5 separate regions of the Mus musculus genome follow, and all the other regions are linked to region 1. The links are chromatin contacts, called in public HiChIP or PLAC-seq, Micro-C and promoter capture Hi-C maps. All regions are on one chromosome and are shown on one strand. The core of a region is the stretch at or near the end of the contact, and the rest is flanking DNA. Distances in the headings are between cores, read along the strand shown.

What was found. Promoter capture Hi-C pulls out the DNA fragments that hold promoters and counts their contacts. Hi-C and Micro-C count contacts between places; a contact is called where the count stands out from the background. HiChIP or PLAC-seq counts read pairs in DNA pulled down with a chosen protein or histone mark.
Region 2: a promoter capture Hi-C map of macrophages shows a contact between it and region 1, with 6 read pairs. The contact joins the promoter of Man2c1 here to the promoter of Cox5a in region 1. A contact is called at or near these places in 6 of 39 promoter capture datasets (3T3-L1-derived adipocytes, the C10 cell line, cranial neural crest and 3 more), 1 of 484 Hi-C or Micro-C datasets (pro-B cells), 7 of 115 datasets of contacts at active chromatin or transcription factors (the 230-238 cell line, the SCID.adh cell line, acute myeloid leukemia and 4 more) and 3 of 9 other capture datasets (adipose tissue, liver and pancreatic islet).
Region 3: a contact with region 1 is called in a Micro-C map of embryonic stem cells, with 4 times the contacts expected there. The contact joins the promoter of Arid3b here to the promoter of Cox5a in region 1. A contact is called at or near these places in 10 of 39 promoter capture datasets (the 3T3-L1 cell line, HPC-7-derived erythroid cells, cranial neural crest and 6 more), 7 of 484 Hi-C or Micro-C datasets (CD4 T cells, cerebral cortex, embryonic stem cells and 3 more), 3 of 115 datasets of contacts at active chromatin or transcription factors (extraembryonic endoderm stem cells, memory CD8 T cells and pancreatic cancer cells) and 3 of 9 other capture datasets (adipose tissue, liver and pancreatic islet).
Region 4: a contact with region 1 is called in an H3K4me3 HiChIP or PLAC-seq map of bone marrow-derived macrophages, with 2.5 times the contacts expected there. The contact joins the enhancer-like site here to the promoter of Cox5a in region 1. A contact is called at or near these places in 10 of 39 promoter capture datasets (the 3T3-L1 cell line, HPC-7-derived erythroid cells, embryonic stem cells and 6 more), 2 of 115 datasets of contacts at active chromatin or transcription factors (bone marrow-derived macrophages and large pre-B cells) and 1 of 9 other capture datasets (liver).
Region 5: an H3K4me3 HiChIP or PLAC-seq map of bone marrow-derived macrophages shows a contact between it and region 1, with 4 times the contacts expected there. The contact joins the promoter of Trcg1 here to the promoter of Cox5a in region 1. A contact is called at or near these places in 16 of 39 promoter capture datasets (the 3T3-L1 cell line, 3T3-L1-derived adipocytes, the C10 cell line and 10 more), 1 of 15 datasets of contacts at CTCF or cohesin (large pre-B cells), 4 of 484 Hi-C or Micro-C datasets (bone marrow-derived macrophages, embryonic stem cells, stem cell-derived neural stem cells and 1 more), 12 of 115 datasets of contacts at active chromatin or transcription factors (the 230-238 cell line, the SCID.adh cell line, acute myeloid leukemia and 7 more) and 4 of 9 other capture datasets (adipose tissue, liver, macrophages and 1 more).

What each region holds. Positions count from the first base shown.
Region 1 is chr9:57,519,887-57,522,586 of GRCm38.p6, reverse strand. Cox5a (cytochrome c oxidase subunit 5A) reads right to left here and starts at 1,355. Exons shown (of 5, transcript NM_007747.2): 1 at 1,172-1,355. The coding sequence starts at 1,259.
Region 2 is chr9:57,129,510-57,132,209 of GRCm38.p6, reverse strand. Man2c1 (mannosidase, alpha, class 2C, member 1) reads right to left here and starts at 1,433. Exons shown (of 26, transcript NM_028636.2): 1 at 1,321-1,433; 2 at 929-1,051; 3 at 555-678. The coding sequence starts at 1,421. It overlaps Man2c1os (mannosidase, alpha, class 2C, member 1, opposite strand), which reads left to right and starts at 920. Exons shown (of 2, transcript NR_102289.1): 1 at 920-1,661; 2 at 2,083-2,228.
Region 3 is chr9:57,835,517-57,838,216 of GRCm38.p6, reverse strand. Arid3b (AT rich interactive domain 3B (BRIGHT-like)) reads left to right here and starts at 1,438. Exons shown (of 9, transcript NM_001379353.1): 1 at 1,438-1,535. It also overlaps the pseudogene Gm7547.
Region 4 is chr9:57,853,119-57,855,818 of GRCm38.p6, reverse strand. No RefSeq gene overlaps it. Among named protein-coding and RNA genes, the nearest start is that of Arid3b, 18 kb to the right of the region's middle. Within about 2 kb of position 1,333, at least 31 of the 459 cell types and tissues checked have an H3K27ac peak or open chromatin away from gene starts, as enhancers often do. A contact at or near this core is called in bone marrow-derived macrophages and stem cell-derived epiblast-like cells, where this site is marked.
Region 5 is chr9:57,235,181-57,237,880 of GRCm38.p6, reverse strand. Trcg1 (taste receptor cell gene 1) reads right to left here and starts at 1,325. Exons shown (of 13, transcript NM_001014398.2): 1 at 1,257-1,325.

The sequences.
Region 1 (2,700 bases), core at 106-2,605:
AAGTATAATGCCTGTGCCGGGTGTGGTGGCTCCCAAGGTTAATCCCTGCACTTAGGAGGCAAGAGGAATGCAATAAGTTCCTCGATAGCCCTTTTAGTACCATTCTGAGTTCTAGTCTAGTCTGGGCTATAGAGGCCCTGTTTCTAAAATAAAATACTCCTATTTATTTTAGGCCGATGCCGGCCTGGTTTACAAAGAGTTCCAGGACAGCCAGGCTACACAGCTGACACATACCACAACCAAACAAAACCAAAAGTAAGATAGATGTACCGTGCTAAGTGGAGAGGGTCTGAGAACACACCAAGTGGCAGAGCAATTATCTAGCAATGCAGGGCCCTTGGTTCCCCCTCAGCAATGGGGGTGGACAGTGATGGGACACAAAATCTCCTGATCACACAGAAGGGGAAACAAGCAACCAAACATAATACTTCATAAGTCAGCACTGAAGCTTCTCATTTTAAACGGGTGGAGGGGAATCCACGAAGCTTTCCCATGTTTGTACACCCAGTATTCCTCAGTATTTGGTACCCAATCTTGTAAACGTTATCATTCTTTCCATTAATATTTGTCAATGTTCAGGCTCTCTTACAAGCCGCAAGAAACCACACTTTAAATTATCTATTTGAAACGCAGGGCTAAAATGTGGCTCAACAGTCCTCAAACGTGGCCGTACCCAGTTATGAAGGTGACACAAAAATGCCAGCAGAGAATTGCCTGATCAGGGCTAAAAGGGTATTGTGTCCCACTGGGGAATCAAATTGTGTTCTAGGAAACGCAGAGGCGGGCGGCGCGCCCGGAGGCTCAATGTCACCTTCGCCAAGATGCCGCAGGCCGGCGGGGGCCACTCCCGGTCAGGTGGCTGCGGGGTCAGCGCAGGGAACGGTCACGGCCCAGAGACTGAAAGGAAGTGCTGAGCTCGTCCTCGGCGACCCCGGCAAGTCCACACACCTGACTGGCCGCGGGTTCGGCATCAGGAAGTGGCGGGGAGGGAGGCCCGGAGGAGTCTCCTACACGACTCCAGACGGCCGCGGACGCACTGCGGTCACCGGGCTCCAATGCCGGCTCGCAGGGCAAAGGCTAGGCCGCCAGGGAGCCTGCCCTCGAGTGGCGGCGGGAGCCCAGGTCACAGCAAGGACACGCGAGCGAGGGCTGTGGCGGGCGCGGACCTTACCGGCGGCGGGGCTGGGAGCCGAGGCGGGGTGCAGGAGGCCTCGGGCAGCCGCGGCTGCGGTACAGCGACGGAGGGCAGCGGCGAGCATGACGGCGACCACAGCGCACTGGCTGAGGCTGACGAGAAGCCGGTGTGAGCTCGCGGGCGGTACAGCAGTTCGCGGGGGCCGGACTCACGCAGCGACGCACGCTGGGCGGAGCATAAGGCCGGCCCACTGCGGAGCTCGCGCCTACGGAAGCGGGTGGGGCGCCATGCGGTCGCCGGCGGCTACGGCGGCCGTGGAGGACAAACCACGTCGGCGCCGCGCCAAAGCTGGTCCGATGACCCGGGTGACCGTAGTGAACATTCCTGCGTGGGAGGAAAGGCAGGGTGAGCAATGGACAATGTGGATTTGGAATCGCCAACAGAGGAGACTATCACAATTTGGAATTGTAGCGATAATAACGGCAAACTATAATAAGAATAACCGCTTTGCCCCCGCGCGTTGGTGTATGCTATAATTCTAGCCCTCTACAGGCTAAGTATTAGGAATTTCAGGCTCTCTTATGCAACCTGAGTCTCAGAAAAAAAAAAAATCATACTGGGAGTAGTGACTCAAGACAATAATCAACATTTTGGAGGCAGGGGGAAAGGGGATTCAAGGACAGCCTGGGTCACATGATCCTCCCCCACCCACTAAAGCCCAATTATTTACTTTTACCCATTAGGAAACCGACTCAAAAATTACGTTGTTTAGGGTCTAGGAAGATAGACGGTTTAGTGGATAAAGTGCTTTCTGTGGCTCAGTAGTTAATAGTTTATTAACTTTCTGCGCTCTCAGAGGACTCACGTTTACTTCACATCAGGTGGCTCCCAACTGTCTGTAACTCCCGCTCCAAGGGAATCTGACACCCTCTTCTGGACATCACAAGTACCCACATTGTGCTGTGCTATATACTCACACACATACATGTAAATAAACTTTACAAATGAAATGAAGGCACGGATGAATAAGTAAACGAAAAATGAAAAAAATGTACCTTGATTAAACGAGTATGAATCCATGAATTGGCTTTCCTAATCTTGACTTCTCTGAGCCAATTATGGGACATATGTTAGTTATCTTAATTTTATTTTTGGTTATAAGGTGTGGTAGTTATTGAATAAGAATGGCTCCCATAGTCTCATATATTTGAATGCTTGGTCATCAGAGAGTGGCACTATTTGAGAGGGATTAGAAGGTGTGGCCTTGTTGGAAGAAGTGTGTCATTGGGGGTGGGCTTTGGGGTTTCAAAAGCCCATGCAAGGTTCAGAGTCTCTCTCTTCCTGCTACCTTCAAATGTAGAACTCTCAGCTACTTCTCCAGTACCATTCCTGCCGTGCTTTCTGCCTGGATGATAATGGACACTGATCTCTAAAACTGTAAGCCAGCCCCAGTTAAATGCTTACTTTTATAAGAGTTGCTGTGGTCTCTTCACAGCAATAGAACACTAAGGTTTCATAGTAGCCCTGCCAGGCCTTGAACTCACAGAGGCCTGTCTGCTTCTGCC
Region 2 (2,700 bases), core at 184-2,683, 390 kb after region 1:
CGAGTGCTGGGATTAAAGGCGTGCAGCACCACGCCCGGCTAGGGCTCTGACTTCTTTTAGGACCCAGTTACTGGACTTTGAAACGGAAGCTGCATGGACCAACAAAGAAATGTCTTAGTTTTTTAAAATCTATAATGGATATAAAGTGTCATCACATAGCATTACAAAGATTAAACCTGGTATGACATTTAACATTTAACATCTGGGGAATGTGAAGTGCAGTTAAAAGAAATTCATTATTCATGGGAAGATAACTTAATACCTTACTTTATATCATTTTAGAATGATTTGAAGTTTCCCCCAATACATATGTACTATACACAATAAAACTAGCTTATGAAAACTGGGGATTTATAACACTGGTGTCCAAATTCTGGTGGCTTACAACCATCTGTAATGGGATCTGATAACCTCTTCGGGTGTGTCTAAACACTGGCAATTTCCTCAGTTCCGAAATCATGAAATTACTCTGGAGACCCATTCATTCAGCTGTGGCTTCTCCAAAAACCAGGCTAATCTGTGGCAGTATCTGGCTCTAAGAGAGGACACCTCACCTGGACAGGTTCCCCATCACGCCAGACAAGGCTTTCTCCATCGCTTTCCCAGCAAAGATGAACTTCCTGGCCCACCCAAACTTCAGGGATGACCAGTTCTACCCGAAACCAGCAGGTCCACCATCTGTAAGAGAGCCATTTTGATGGGCCTAGGAGTGGAAACCCTCGGCTTTAAGATGTTCTCCATGCATGTGCAGCATCAGAGAAATGGTCAAAGAATAAAGGGAAAGGGGGAGAGGCAGCAGGGATGAAAATACTCAAGTGAAGACGCCGAAGGATAAAGGAGCTTCTCTCAGCAGAGGGCGCCACTCTGCTATCTAGCAGACTAGGGTTTGGTCGTGGGGCGGAGCTTCGCCAAACTGGGCGTTACCCACGTGGGTCCGAAGCTGTCGCCGACCTGCGCAGGGCTGAAGTTCTGCTGCACCGCCTTCTCATAGGGAAGCCTCTCGGGCGTCAGGAAGCTGGAGAGTGTCACCGAGCAGCTGTCCCCGAAGAGCCTGGGCAGGAGCAGCTGATGGGCGCATGCTCGAAGCCGCCCCTGTCCCACCCGTGAGCCAGCGGATGGCTGGGGAAACGCTCTCCCTTGGCTAAGGCCGTGAGGACTGCCTGGCAGCTCAGCAGCACAGACCAACCTCTACCGTTCGCTCCCCAGCCCCTGGCCTGGCAGTGGCGGGAACTTTGTTCCGCGGCCCGGTTGGCCACGGCCTGGGTTTCCCTCCGGAAGGGAAGGGGAGAGCGCGCGGGTGTGGTAGGCCAAGGACCACACCTGCCGCGAAGGTTACAGTCGGTGAAGTAGATCGGGGACACGAACTTCTCCACCCGCTCGAAAGTGGTGCGCCAGTGCTTCAAGAACGGCGCTGCCGCCATGGCGATGCGCCTTCCCTCCCCGGAAGATCCTTGGTGCTGCCGGCTCGTTGCACCGCTTGGAACCAAAGGTTCCGGCATCCAACCAGCTTACAGACCCGAGCAGCTTTTCTGGGAACACCACGGCTTTTGCAAGAGGCTGGCTCTGGGGAGCCTCCCAGTGAAACCCGGAAGCTGAGCCTTCGCGGTTCTCACCTCAGCCTTGCTGTCAGACAGCTGGGTAAATTATTTTAAAATACAATGGTAAGTTTGAGCTGGTGGTGTGGTTCGGTAGGGAGAGTGCTTGCCTAGGATGCACAAAGTTCACAGACCAGGAAGTGTAAATTGGAGTAATCTGCGACAATGTAGCGCCTTTGAGTACAGCCTGAGCTACTTGGTATTCTGAAGGAAGGGCTAGGGAGGGAACCCCTGGAAGGGCATGGGAAAGGTTTAGTTTTCCATTCTCTTCACTTACTCAAGCATTGGTAACTGCATAATATGAAAAGCGCAAGGCTACTTCGGGTGTTTTCAGAAATACAGAAAAGGGGCTTTGCACACCAGTAATCCTCCATTACATTACATGCATCACCGTTGCCCATTACCCCAATGTCCAGAATTTTGATCTAACGCAGGTCAACAAGTGCAAGGAAGTTTGAATGCTAACCTCCAGCTTTAACGTTTGCAGGAGTCTGGAAGAAAATAATACAGGAGGAATCTAACTAGCCTGCTTTAATGGAAATAACCAGGTTTACATTCCAAATGCAGGTTACCCAGAAAAATGATCAAGTAAGAAATATACAATGCCAATTAAAATAACTTGTCAAAACTTGAGCAAAGTCCCTTGTTTTATTGGTCACAAGGACTTTTTCTCCTAAAAGGGCCCTGAAATCTTACCCTGACCTGCAGGGAGGTGCAGTACATAGTACATAGGTAGCAACTGCCAAGGCTGCTGCTGGTCAGACCCATGCTCCCCATCCTTCTAGGCCAGCAGTCTTAAGGAAATAGAGGGGGAGAGGTGAACCATAGCTGAGGAAGCCAGACCCTTTCTTCCTGGCATGCTGCCTCAGCCACTGCCCTACATTTTCCCATTAGGCTTGATTACTTCCAAGTTTCCTTGTCCTCCTATGAGAAAAACACCCTAAAAGCAGGATATGGTGACACACACCTGTATTCCCAGAATTCAGGAGTCCAAGGCAAAATTCATGAGTTTTTTTTTTTTTTTTTTTTCAAGACATGGTTTCTCTGTATAAGCCCTGGCTGTCCTGGAACTCACTTTGTAGACCAGACTGGCCTTGAACTCTGA
Region 3 (2,700 bases), core at 189-2,688, 320 kb before region 1:
TGTAGACATTAAGGGAATGGGCACTGTTCAAAAAAGAATGCCCCATAAGTGCTACCATGGCAAACCCGGAAGAGTCTACAATGTCACCCAGCATGCTGTGGGCATCATTGTAAATAAGCAAGTTAAGGGCAAAATTCTGGCCAAGAGGATCAATGTGCGGATTGAGCACATCAAGCACTCGAAGAGCAGGGACAGCTTCCTGAAGCGGGTGAAGGAGAACGATCAGAAGAAGGAAGCCAAGGAGAAGGGCACCCGGGTGCAGCTGAAGCGCCAGCCTGCGTCAACCAGAGAAGCACACTTTGTGAGGACTAACGGAAACTGCTGGAGCCCATTCCATATGAATTCATGGCCTAGTGGACAAAAAAGAAATAAGGGACCAGGACTGCAACAAAACAAAACAAACAACAACAACAACAAACCATAAAAGTTTTCATCAGGAACTGAGATGGATTAGTGAGTTAAGAGCGTGGCGCCAAAGAATAAGGGTCTAAATTTGGATATCCAACGCCTCAGTAAAAAGCCAGGTGTGGTGCACACCTGCAATCCTAGCATTTCAGAAGTAAAGACAGGATTCCTGGAGCTTGATGGTCAACTACTTTTGCTAAATAGGTGAGCTACCTTCTAACAAGAAAGAAAAGAGGGGAAGGGAAGGAAGAAGGGAAGGGACAAGAAAAGCCAGTGGCAATAAGTTCTAGGTTTTGGCTGGGATTGTTTTAAGACCCAAAACTAAGCGAGCCATAGACTCTGGATCAAGGATGATGGTCAGTTGGGAGAAAGGTAAAACAAGGAGGTGCATGCATAAATTCACAGAAGTTCCCCAGAGTTAGGAGTCCCAGAAGACAAGGTTTTGTTGTTTTATTGTATAAGCGGTGCCAGGATTCAGCTTCTACCTTTGGAACCTGAAGAAAGAAAACATTAACCCCTGTGACGAGGTGAGGTTGGGGATGGATAGAGGTGGTGTTCCAGAACAGGAAAATTTCAATCCAAAAAGTGAAATTTAGAAAAAAACTAATAAAAGGCTGGAATGCTTCATTAAGACTAGCTGAAAGTTAGCACTCTTTATTCCTTTCTTTCACTTATTACAAACAATTCACAACCACGGCAGCCAGAAACCCGTGTGCTGTAGTCAGTCCTACTCTTTTCAACTCCCCGCGAAAGCACTCACACCGGAACTCCTCTGAGTCCGTGCTCTCCCATTGGCCGAAGCCTCCGCCCGCCTTAAATGGCTTCCGCCCACGGCTTCAACCAGAGGGCGGTCTCTAGGAGTCACTTCCGTCTCGCACTACCCACCCACCCCCACCTCGTTCCCTTTTTAGCTGCTTCCGGCCTCGGGCCCCGCCCCCCACCGTGGGGCCCCGCCCCTACCTGCCCCTCCCCCGCCCCGGGCTGACGGCCGGGCCCCGCAGCACAGCTTCCGGTGCGGGCCCCGCCCCGGCTGTGGCCCCCAGCTGCGGAGGAGTAGCAGGCTCAGCTGCTACGCTGGGGTCTGAGCGGCTGCCTCCTCCCTACCCGCGAGCCCGGAACGCTGCACATAGGTGAGCGGCGCGGGTCGTGGTTCTTTCTGCCGCGGCGGGAGAGGGGCTGTGGCAGGTGGAGGGGACCGAAATGGGAGCCGAGGCAGGTGTGTAGGGGAGACGCGGGCTAGTGAAGCCGGGGTCCGCTGAGAAAAAGTGAGAGCATCGGGAGGAGCCCCGTCCTCCCGGTGTCCAAAGGAGTGGTTTGAGATAAAGAGATGGGAAAGGTAAGGGACCCCCCCCCCCTTTTGGCAACCGCAGAGCGAGCTTAGATGGAGTAATTAGAGAAGAGCCGGGAGATTGGCAAAGGGGGCTTGGTGGAAGTAAAAGTGATAGGGCTCCATTGGGTGGGAGGTAAAGAATGGAAAGAGGGGTCGAAGAGGGTCGGGGACAGAGCTGGAAACGAAGGTAAGGGAAATGGTCACCAAGGCCGGGCTCAAGCGGCAAGCAGTCCGTTGCTCTCGGTTTGGAGGTCCGGGAAGTTTAAAAAACCCGAGCGAGGGATGGAGAGATGAAGTTAGATTTCGGAGACGTAAATTCTCTAGATGTTAGTAGTATTGTTTGAATCCTTGGCTGCTTAGGGATTGGGATGAGATGGACTCTTCGGGAGGATGTGCCAATTGAGTTGTAAAACGGAGTCATCTCTGTCTTAATAAAGACGCTATCGGACACCCCTCTCCCTTGCTGAGGAAAGCCTACCGAGAAGATGGTGCCAACCAGAAAAGAAGCAGTTGTACTATGACTGGCAGGAGTTGGTTGAAATATTCCAGTTGTGTTGTTTGACTTTAAAGATTATACGAATATTTCTAAATGACCAGTGAATTGCTTGCTCTTCTTTTGTGTGCGTTTTGTTTTGTCCCCAACGGGGTTTTTATTTTAAAGGAACAATTTTGCCAACTTTCAGGCTTCCCTACAGAATAAGAACTAAAGCAGAAAGAAAGTATTGCTGCAGGCATAACTTATACTTTCCAAACTGCCAGGAGGAGGGACAGGCAGTAAGGGGCCAATTGGAATTGGAATCTTTTATCCGCCTATGAAAGCTACAACCAAGTGCTTCTAAGAAACAAAATGAGATTTGTCTAGCATGGCTCTGGTTGGTTTTTGAACTCCCCGCCTCCCCAGCTTTAAAAATTATACTCTTTAAACGTGTAAAAATTTATATAAATCAAAGCCATTTTTTTTTCTT
Region 4 (2,700 bases), core at 84-2,583, 330 kb before region 1:
TTCCCCCTAAATATATAATTTTCTCAATTACCAAAGAAAGCAACATGTACCTTTAGTTTAAAAATAGGACATGTATCATAACTGTCTTTATTTTTAAGATAAAAAAATTGTTTTCCAAAAGACTAAATCAGCGTGAAATGTTTTTTCCTTTCAAAATGATTTATTTCACATACTTCTAGCTAGTTTCCTTCTTTTATTAAAAATTCGTGGGCTGGTGAGATGGCTCAGTGGTTAAGAGCACTGTCTGCTCTTCGGAAGGTCCTGAGTTCAAATCCTAGCAACCACATGGTGGCTCACAACCATCTGTAACGAGATATGACTCCCTCTTCTGGTGTGTCTGAAGACAGCTACAGTGTACTTACATATAATAAAAAAAGAAAGAAAGAAAAAAATTCGTATTATTTTTACTTGTGTATGTGTGTACATGCTTTGACACAGTGTGGAGCTCAGAGGACAGCTTGAGCCAATTTTCTTTCCATCATGCTGCCCCCAGGGATCATCATGTCTTCAGACTTGGCAGCAATGGCCCACTGGTTTCTTTTCACATTGAATCCCTAATACTTTCCCATGTCAATACAAGTGTACTGACTTTGGTTATAGATGCTTGTGGGATGCTTAGTTTGTGATATAGGTTGCTAGGATACAGCACAAACTCTGGTTCTAATAATTCCATATCAAGTGCTCTTAACCAACAAGCCATCTCTTCTGCTCCTAACATTTACAATATGTGTGTGTGTGTGTGTGTGTGTGTGTGTGTGTGTGTGTGTGTGTGTGTGCGCGCGCGCGCGCGCGCGCCTGTGTGCACTTGTACGTATGGAAGTAAGAGGACAACTTGCAGGAGTTGGTTCTCTCTGTCCAGGGGTCAATCTCAGAACTCAGGTCTTTAGGATTGGTGATATTTTTACCTGCATAGCCATTTTGTCAAGTCTATGTTGGCTTTTTTATTCTCTCTCTCTCTCTCTCTCTCTCTCTCTCTCTCTCTCTCTCTCTCCAGAGTTTCATGTACCCTGTCTGGTCTTGTACATCTGTTTAGTGAGGTTTACCTTGAAGTCCTGAACCTCCTGCTTCCACCTTCCAGCGTGCACCATTATGCCTGGCTTGCTGTCTATTTTTAATAAAAAGCGAGTCCTTAAACTTTGTGGCTATTTATTTGAACTTTGTAATTAAGCTATTAGGACTAGAATACATCAAAGCAGATCCTACAATTTTTGGGCCAGGAGAGTCAGTTATTGATGATGCCATAATTAATGTTGACATTCCACACAGAGATTCCCTCACTTTGCAGTGGGTGAAGGGAGGAAGTTGTAGAAGCACAGACACCATCCTTCTAGCACTTGGATTGCAGAAGTGAAACTGGCTGGCAGAAATGCCCATATTAGGAAATGGCTGGTTGTTAGATGGTTGTAGTGTTAAACTTTTTCTGGTATGTGTGAAGGGAACTAATCAGAATGGGTTTTGGCAGTTGCTTTGTAGCCACACTATTCTCTTTCAAATCAGATCTCAGTATAGTTACAAGTTCATAAGAATCAAACTTCAGAGTGAGTATGATTTACTTAAAAAAAAATTAAATTGAAACTTGACTTCAGCTAAACAAACTGAAATCCCAGTTCGGTTTTTAAAATTTGGATTTCTGAATCAGGATCCCAAATGAGCTTATCCATTTCTACTTGGAATTGGGTTAAAAGTCTGTGTGGTTGATTTGCACAAACCTTATATTCAACAAGTCTCCTTTCCATAGAACATCGAGCAAAGGCCTGAGGGCAGACAACTTTTTAATTTCCGTGGTACTAAATAAATTTCATTTTAATAGAATTTTAATAGCTCAAGATCAGCAACACAAGTGACAGTTCATGCTAGCAAGGATGTGGAGCAAGGGGAACACTCCTCCATTGCTGATAGGAGTACAAACTTGTGTAGCCACTTTGGAAATTAATATGGCGATTTCTCAGAAAATTGGAAATTGGTCTACCTCAAGACACAGCTAATCACTCCTGGGCAGGGGCAGCCCAGACCCAGAAAGACAAACATGACTTGTGTCTAGTCCAATTGTCATCCTAGAGCCTTCGTCCATCAAAGGATGGAAACAGATGCAGAGACTTACAGCCAAACATTAGGAGAAGCTTGGGGAATCCTGCAGAAGATGGAGGTAAAAGGACCTTAGGAGCCAGAGGGGTAAAGACACCACAAGAAAACCCACAAAATCGACTAACCTGGGCTCACAGGGGCTCACAGGGACTGAACCAACAACCAGGGAGCCTGCATAGGACTGACCTAGGCCTATGTCCCAGTTGTGTAGCTTGGTCTTCTTATGGGACCCCCTAACACTGGGAGCAGGGGCTGTCTCTAACTGTTTTGCCAGATTTTGGGACCCTGCTTCTCATACTGGGTTGCTACTTCTAGTCTTAATACAAAGGGAGATGCCTAGTCTTACTGCAACTTGATAGGGCATGTTTGGTTGATATCCCTGGGAGGTCTGCCCTTTTCTGAAGAGAAACAAAAGAAGAATGGATGGGGGTGGGGAGGAGGAGAGGAGAAGTGAGGGGGAGGGATTGGGAGGAGAGGGAGGAGAGGAAACTGCAGTTGAGATGTAAAAAATATAATTTTTTTTTTTAAGATTTTTTAAAAAGATTTATTTATTTATTATATGTAAGTACACTGTAGCTGTCTTCAGATACTCCAGAAGAGGGCGTCAGATCTTGT
Region 5 (2,700 bases), core at 76-2,575, 280 kb after region 1:
TGGGCGGGGCTACTGCTTTCCAGACAGCCTCAGGCTGAGGAAAATCCTGTCTGTTATGGCTCTAGTCTTCTTCTTTTTCTTCTTCTTCTTCTTTTCTTTTTTGCTTTTTCGAGACAGGGTTTCTCTGTATAGCCCTGGCTGTTCTGGAACTCACTCTGTAGACCAGGCTGGCCTCGAAATCAGAAATCCGCCTGCCTCTGCCTCCCGAGTGCTGGGATTAAAGGCATGTGCCACCACTGCCCGGCTAAATTTTTCTCTTTTTTCTTTATTTTTATTTTATTTTATTTTTGATGGCTCTATTCTAAAGAGTAAGCCTTGCTCATACTGCAAGACTCTGGGTTCCCATCTGCCCCTCTGACACCCTCCTGACCAGACTGAGCTCAAACTGTCAAACTGGAATTAGTTGAGACCACAGTGGGAAAAGCTGTAGCTGCCTAGGGAGCCAGGCATATGGTATACTTTCAACCTGGCACTTAGAAGTCAGAGGCAGGGGATCATCATGAGTTTGAGGGCAACCAGCTTGGTCTACATAGTGAGTCCCTGTCTAAAAAGAAATAAAGTAAGTAAATAAGAAAGTAAATAAATAGAGACCAAACCAGTCTGGACTTTCCTGGTTATGCAGGGTTGGAAACTTAGCTACTCAGAAGGCTAAGGCAGGAAAATGGTAAATTCAAGGCCTGCCTAGGCAACTTATCAAGATCTTGTCTCAAAAGTAAGTAAAACAGAGGCTAGTGTCACATTTCAGTGGTGGAGTACTCTCCTGGAGTTACTTTGCAAAGACTCTGGGTTCAAGTCCCAGTGGGAAGAGAATGAAATCAGGATTTGGCATGTCTGAAAACTGAGAAATAATCTCTTGTCAGAATCAGTGTTAAGGCTATGGCAAGTGTCTAGGATCACTGTGGATGAGGGCGAGGCTCTTCTAGCTCTCCCTGGCCAGATGCAATCCCACCTGCACTTGGAGTAAGTTGAATGGAATCTGGCCTCACACCAATGTCACAAAATGTCAGCAAAGTAAGGACGAGATTCCTAAGTGCTAGTCTGTCCCAAGGTCCAGCCACAGGGCTTGATAATATTTTTCATGTGGGTCAATTTCAATCCTCTAGTAAGGACTCTCTAGTAGGTTCTCTTCTTCTTAAAGCCCCATGATACGGACACCTACACCTCAGCCCTGTCACTCTCAGTCCCTAACAGCCAAGTGCTGGGGAGCCCTCTTACCCTGGTAACTAAGTCATGGATTCCCACAGGTTGTATCCTACCTTGTACTCTCTGCAGTAGATGTTGTGCACGGTCTTCTTGTGTCCTGGCTCAGAGAGAATGTGTACATGCTCCAAGGGTCTTGAGGGGTTAGTAGGTATGGTGGAACACACGGGGATGGGTTCTGAACCAGGTAGACATTTGCCTAGACACACAGGCAGCTGGGCCAGCAGATGCTCATCTTTGCTTACATATCTTCTAATAGGAACCTTCCTAGTTTCAGAGATGGGGCACCAAGGCCCCATCCTCTTCCTGGTACCCTCTTCCTGTTTGAGAAAGAGTGTCATGGAGTCTTTCACTATTCATGAGACCTTAGTCCCTGGATGTCATCTTGGTCATCAGAGAGGGCACTATGAGGCTCAGCCCAACAAGGACAAGACAAGACTGGAGATTTCTGTAAAGACTAGGTAGGAAAGAGTGGGGTGTCTAGGACTCCACCCAGTTCCTTTCCAATTTAGAATTCTTTTTTTTTTTTTTTGAGACAGGGTTTCTCTGTATAGTTCCTGGCTGTCCTGGAACTCATTTTGTAGACCAGGCTGGCCTCGAACTCAGAAATCCGCTTGCCTCTGCCTCCTGAGTGCTGGGATTAAAGGTGTGCGCCATCACGCCCAGGTCAGAATTCTTCATGTGGTACTAGAGGTCTCAGTACTGGGTCAATCCCAGGCCAAAACCAGCCTAACTTCTCTCACATGCCCTGGCTATGTTCTTGCTACAGAGAGACATATGAGAGAGACTGTCTAACCACTGTGCTTCCAGGACAAGAGTTCCAGGCAGGAAGAACAGCCAGAATGGGTCCCACAGCTAAAGGTGTGAATTGGGTCAGTGTGTGTGTGTGTGTGTGTGTGTGTGTGTGTGTGTGTGTATGTATGTATGTATGTGTGCACGCACACGAGCACACACTTGCACATGCACATACTTACTACGGAGGTATATACAAATGAGGGAAGTCACAATCCCGGGATTCCCCAATCTTTGATTCTCTGCTGATCTCAAGGTTCAAGCCGTGGATCCTTCAGGGTCTAGGAAAGGTCTTGGTTAACATTCTGCCAGCTTCTTCTCATCTAGTTCTGGTTCATCATTCCATCTTCTAAGCTGGTGGTGAGAGCTAGAAGCATTCTGTGAACCCTGCCAGAAGCTAGGTCAAGTGGCTAGTTCTACTGAACCAGGCAGTCTGATTGGCTATTATCAAGATTTCCTGGCCCATCTTTAGCCTCATAGGATACTGCTGCTCATTCTGAGGAATAACGATGCCCTGCTGGGACGCCAACCCAAGACTCAAATCTTACCTCCAAAGGGGCTTCTGCTTCCTCTTCCTGCTCTTTTCTTCCAGGCTGGCCCCTGGCCTGACAATGTCCTCTTACTGCTTATTTGTGTGATGGTAGAAGAGAATTAAACCATTGAGCTGGACAAGATGGTGCATACCCACAGTCTCAGCAGCTGGGAGGT